Regions from separate parts of the Zea mays genome. Here region 1 is linked to region 2. A link is a contact called in public Hi-C data. All regions are on one chromosome and are shown on one strand. The core of a region is the stretch at or near the end of the contact, and the rest is flanking DNA. Distances in the headings are between cores, read along the strand shown.

Region 1 (2,848 bases), core at 100-2,599, 42 kb before region 2:
GAGAAATCGGGTCCCTGCGACCTCCCAAGGTACCAATCACTCGAAATCTTGGTGAGCGCTAGGTTTCAAGCCGACTCGAGTACTCCTATCGAGAAACTGTGCGCACAATGAGGATCTAGGGCTACATGAGACAGGGGAGGGGAAGTGGCGACGAACTTGACATGGCTATCCTGTCCTCCTCCTCTCTCTTCCCTCCTCCTCCACCAGGCCTGTTGAGTCTGGCCTTGGCCTGGTCGACGCGATAAATAATAGCATATTTGGTTGAGCTTTTTTCTGACCAACTTTTCTGAAAATCTGGCTGTGAGGAGAATCTAGCTGTATAGAGAATCTGAGTATCATTAGGATTACGTGCGGAGGAAGATAATCTGGCTGTGACGGATTCCTACTATTGCAATGACTCAACCGATTATGTGTTTACGTTGATTTTGAATGGTTTTTGCCCAAACGAATTGTATAGAAGCTGGCTGAAAAGCTGAGCGTTTGACAGTCCGCAACAGCTTTTAGTGGCCAGAAGCTGCAAAAAGCTGAAACAAACAGGGGATTGCGCTCTTCACGGGAAATTTCACCGGTTAGCTTCTTTCTCGCCACCACTCCATCTGCTGGCGATCCAACAACACGCCCCCGCCCTGTCCCCTCCAACCTTCCCTCCCGATCTGGTTGCACGCACACGCCCCGTTCCCTCCATCCTCTGCTTCACAATCCGTCTGCATGCTTCCACCCAGTTTGGATTTCGCGTTATGGTTCTCGTCGTTGGATCTACCACCACAGGAGACCTGGGAAGTTGTATCGTACGTCATGGATGACCAGACGGTTAGACATAGTGGCATACAGAGTGGACGACCCGAGACATGACAGACCATGGTGAGTATTGTCCATGTTGCCACAAAGACCGTGGCAGGACGCACCGTAGAGGGTGTGCCGCCACAGTGCCACTCTTCGAATTGCTGGGGCCAGATAGCCCGGGACTGTGCATGATGCTAACACAGCTACACATGTAGTGTCCAACAGACGCCCCGGATTGTATATACTCATGCTACTAGACATTGGAATCTTTTCAAGTCCCTTTACCTTGCCCTTACCATTATAATCAAATGGTATGCTCTCATATTTATTCTTGAGAAAGTAGTTCATTAGTGAAGTGCTGTCTGCTGTGTAACTGATACTAAATTTTGAGCCCAGAATGTGCACAGAATTTGACTAAATTTGGTCCAAAAATGTCTAATAAGTTTGGGTATTCAAATCAGAATAATACCCTTCACAAAAGTGGTCGCAGTAGGTAACGAGATCAAAATAAAGGACCCTTCTCGGTCGAGACTGTAGTATACCAAAAACCAAAGTAGCTGTCGTCACTGATGACCACAGGTGGCCGGCCGAACAAACCCTCGGCACGATCGCCTGCCTCCATAAATCTCCCTCTTCACTTCAGGCGAAAAGGATCAACCAAACCCTCTAATCCATTTCGGCATTTCCAACGCCTTCGCCCTACCAGCCACGTCGCTTCGAGGCCGATCGACCGAGCAGCTGGTGGCAATGGCGGCGGCGGCGGAGGTCGTGCTGCTGGACTTCTGGGTGAGCCCCTTCGGGCAGCGCTGCCGGATCGCGCTGGCGGAGAAGGGCGTGGCCTACGAGTACCGCGAGCAGGACCTCCTGGACAAGGGCGAGCTGCTCCTCCGCTCCAACCCCATCCACAAGAAGATCCCCGTCCTGCTCCACGCCGGCAGGCCCGTCTGCGAGTCGCTCGTCATCCTCCAGTACATCGACGAGGCCTGGCCGGACGTCGCGCCGCTCCTCCCCAAGGACGACCCCTACGCCCGCGCGCAGGCGCGTTTCTGGGCCGATTACATCGACAAGAAGGTGACTGCTTCCTGCTTGTCGGTTTCTATACGCATGCATGTCTCTTGTCTCCTTTCAGTTGTCTTGTAAGATGATTTTCTCACAAAAAAAAAAAGATTCTTGCTTCGGTTTCTATCGATCGAAAATCTAACTAGGGTGGTAAATCCATCGTTAGATCCATTACTAAATAATTATTCCGTCCTAAAATATTAACCGTTTTAGCATTTTAATATATTCATACAATACAATATTTAGTATATATATGTGTTATATATAGAGAGATTTATTAGCATACATACATTTGAATATATACATAAAATTTAAGGACTAAAATGGACCACCAGGCCCACAATTGCTTGGAAATGATTTAAATTTAGGAATATGACAAAATAAGCTGTAAAGCAGTCACCTTTCTAACTTTTATTAGGTACACTAGTGCTAGTTAGTTGGAAAATTGGTGCAACAACTATAGGTGCCTTGCCACTTCAGCAATGTTTCGGAACAATAAACATATATCCTGTGCGAAAGATCGCTGCTTTACTACGAGTGTAAGTGCGCCACGAATTTTTTTTTTGGCGAAGATCCCTACGAATGCTTACGAGAGACATTTATTCACCATCTCCGTTCTCCATAAGAATAAATCTCCAACAGTGTGATCCTCATTCTCACTTAAATTATATTTATTATCAATACAAAACATTGTCACTTATATATATTGTAGATATAAGAAATCACTATGTGTACAAAATGAACACATTTGTACGATAAGTGATCTCTTGGTAAGATAATTATTTATTTTTATCATTAACTAGTACACGAAAATATCGTTATATGCCAGTTTAACGGGTCTTCGTGGAGAATAGGGATGAGGAATGCTTTCTCGTTCCCGTTTATCCGTCGAAGGGGAGAAATTTCCGGTTTACATCTCTATCCCATGATGAAGGAATTTCCTGAGGAATCGTGGATGGGGCCATTGCTATCTCTACTTAGGTCCAATTATTTATTAGCACATCGG
Region 2 (2,833 bases), core at 311-2,810:
CTCCCTGGTCATAGAAACATTGGCTCCTTCTGGTGGAAGAGCATGATCAAACTTCTTCCCAACTTCAAAGGACTGGCTATCCCTGTTATTGGCAATGGAGGCTCAATTTCGTTCTGGGATGATCAGTGGAGTCAGAGCATCCCGAGGCAGAATTTTCCTGAGCTTTTCTCCTTTGCCAAAAACACAAAACCGACTGTGAAAGAGGCCAAGGAGCAGGAGCAGTTTGATGGTTTCTTTCATTTGCCTATCTCTGAACAAGCGTATGATCAGTTTCTGGTGCTGAAGGGGACTTGGGGGCAAATTGTCCTCAGTGACGCCCATGATCGTTGGCGATACATTTGGGGATCTGACAAATTCTCTTCTCAAAAAGCTTACAGATTTTTTATGGGACAGACGCAGATTCACTCTATTTACAGACTTTTATGGAAAAGCAAATGTCAGCCTAAACATAGAGTCTTCTATTGGCTGTGGCTCAAGAATAGGCTAAACACCAGAGATATGCTGAGAAGGAGAAACATGGAACTGGATTCCTATTCTTGTGAAAACTGTCTTTGGCAAAGAGAGGAGACTCTCTATCACCTGTTTCTCAGATGCAATTTCGCGAAAGCTTGCTGGAACTCAATTGGCATTACTCCGCCCAGAATCTCTAACCCTGAGGTGGCAGCTGCGAACCTTAACCACCAGCTTAACGTCCCCTTCTCTATGGAGATTATTATTCTCATGACTTGGAGCATCTGGAAAAGTCGAAACGAGTGGTTGTTTTCAAACAAAGACCCTTCGGTGCACCGTTGTACGCAGGAATTCAGCAAAGAGCTGCGATTGATCATGCACAGAGCGCGGGGGAAATTTGACACCTCTATCCCGAATTGGCTGAGCCTGTGGCAGGCATAGGAGTAGTGTTCCCTTTTATTTACTTCTTAACGTTTGTAAAAAGACCTTGTCTTAACGTTTTTGTTTCGCTTACTTAATAAAATTCTTCAGCAGGGGCATCCCCTACTGATTCTGTCAAAAAAAAAAATAAAGACTAAAGTCCACGTACGTACTTTTCCACGCGGGGACAACAATTTTCCGTGGCCTCATCAGTTTCGACTCAAGATAAGGAGTTGTCGGAAGTTTTTTTTCTTTCTTTCTTCTTTTTTTTGGTCTTTGCTAAAAGAAACCGCATCGTAAATGTGTTTGCTAAAACTGTTAGATTATTTGTAACACTAACAGCTTAGTGTCCTATATATGTTGTAGGTATTTTGTGATCTCGATTTTTGCGACTAAGCGCATATATTTTTTTTGTGAGGTGTTATGTAAGTTTATTCCCCTTCTAATATATTGGAGCGGTAAGTCTTTTGTCACTCCCTTTCAAAAAAAAAATGTGTGGTCGATCGATGTGTTTACCAAACTGTTAGAAAATGATTGATTGATTGGATCATAGGAAGAAAACAAAGAAGGCAATTAGCAGTGTGTCGGGGGATTTGATTGGATCGGATATTCGGATCCAATGCAATACCACACGATTGCTAGCTCATCCGTGTAGGCTAGAATGGGCCACGCCGGCCGGACTGGGCCGCACGCGCGCGCATCTCTTTCAGCCCCTAGATAGTACACGTAACGTCTCCCTTGTCTGCAGCTGCATCACCCAAACACCATCACTGTTCCTTCGTCAGGAAATTATTAGAGCTCATGGTCATGGCCAACTGCATGCATGGGGAGGCTTTGTGTGCGATTGTACTGGATGGAGTTGGAGGCTTGCAAAGTCTCTAAGGTTGTCTCTAGCAGATTACTCATCACATCTTCTATCTTATTATTCTCTTCGTTTTTTTAGTTGTCGCTGGATAGTTTAATTTTACACTATCCAGCGACAACTAAAACGAAACGGAGGAAGTGCACCGTAAACAGTATAGTCTACCGTAGAAAATAGTGTTCTTACGCGACCATATGCATAGCCTAAGATGGCGGCAGGGATCGATGCATGTGACGCTACAGGCAGTGCGAAAAAAAAAAGGGCAGCAGCGAGATGGTGTATATGATCGATCATATCAGAAAGGAAAGAAAGAAAGTGAGAGGCCGATGCAATGCAACCCAACCCACCGCCCACCGGCGGCCAGGCCTGCCTGTTCGACTGTTGCCTGTAGTGTTGGCGAAGAGCAGAGCCGAGCAGATCCCTCATGCGATGCTGTGTTGGGCGCCACGCTCATGCTCATGCACAGGCACAGGCACAAACACACACGGGGCCCTCCACGCACACGGACACACCACGCTCGTACGTACATGCACTGACTGAACGTCGATCATGCCGTCGCTTCTGCTGTCAGCAACTGTTGCCGCACGCACAGCCACCCCCTTTGGCCTGCTGCTGCTGCTTTCGCATCACCGCACGCACACCATGCATGTCACGAGAAAATACATGAATGGTAACGGTTGCACGCCAAATAAACCCAAACACGTACGGCCGCCCGCTGCAGAACTCAACGGTGATGTTGTACGAGACACTAGACTACCAGACGACGAGCCAAGTTTGGCGACTCTGCAAGTGTTTTCTGGCACAACTAGTAATAACGGTGTACGGCTGTCCGTACGACGCACAGTGCGCAGAGAGACGCCGTACGCCTACGCGCGCATGCATGCATGCATCGTGTATTCATGCACCCAAACCGAAAGCCTAATTCACATGACGTGTTTGAACCCGCTTCAGCACGGACCGCGCACACTACTACGCCCACGCGTACAATTCTTTGCCGGCAGGGCATCTCCATTATTAGTCATCCTATAGCCAAAATGTTGTGCGCGGCGGACCATGTAGAATGGTGGATTTATGCCATGAATTATAACATTTATATAGTGA

The links. Hi-C and Micro-C count contacts between places; a contact is called where the count stands out from the background.
Region 1: a Hi-C map of tassel shows a contact between it and region 2, with 5 times the contacts expected there. The contact joins the promoter of LOC541991 here to the enhancer-like site in region 2. A contact is called at or near these places in 8 of 25 Hi-C or Micro-C datasets (ear, endosperm, leaf and 3 more).

What each region holds. Positions count from the first base shown.
Region 1 is chr7:5,739,989-5,742,836 of Zm-B73-REFERENCE-NAM-5.0, reverse strand. It overlaps LOC541991 (glutathione transferase 6), which reads left to right and starts at 1,349. Exons shown (of 2, transcript NM_001153314.1): 1 at 1,349-1,854. The coding sequence starts at 1,531. It also overlaps the pseudogene LOC109940828.
Region 2 is chr7:5,698,383-5,701,215 of Zm-B73-REFERENCE-NAM-5.0, reverse strand. No RefSeq gene overlaps it. Among protein-coding and RNA genes, the nearest start is that of LOC109940914, 24 kb to the right of the region's middle. Within about 2 kb of position 1,560, at least 19 of the 20 cell types and tissues checked have an H3K27ac peak or open chromatin away from gene starts, as enhancers often do. A contact at or near this core is called in ear, endosperm, leaf and 2 more, where this site is marked.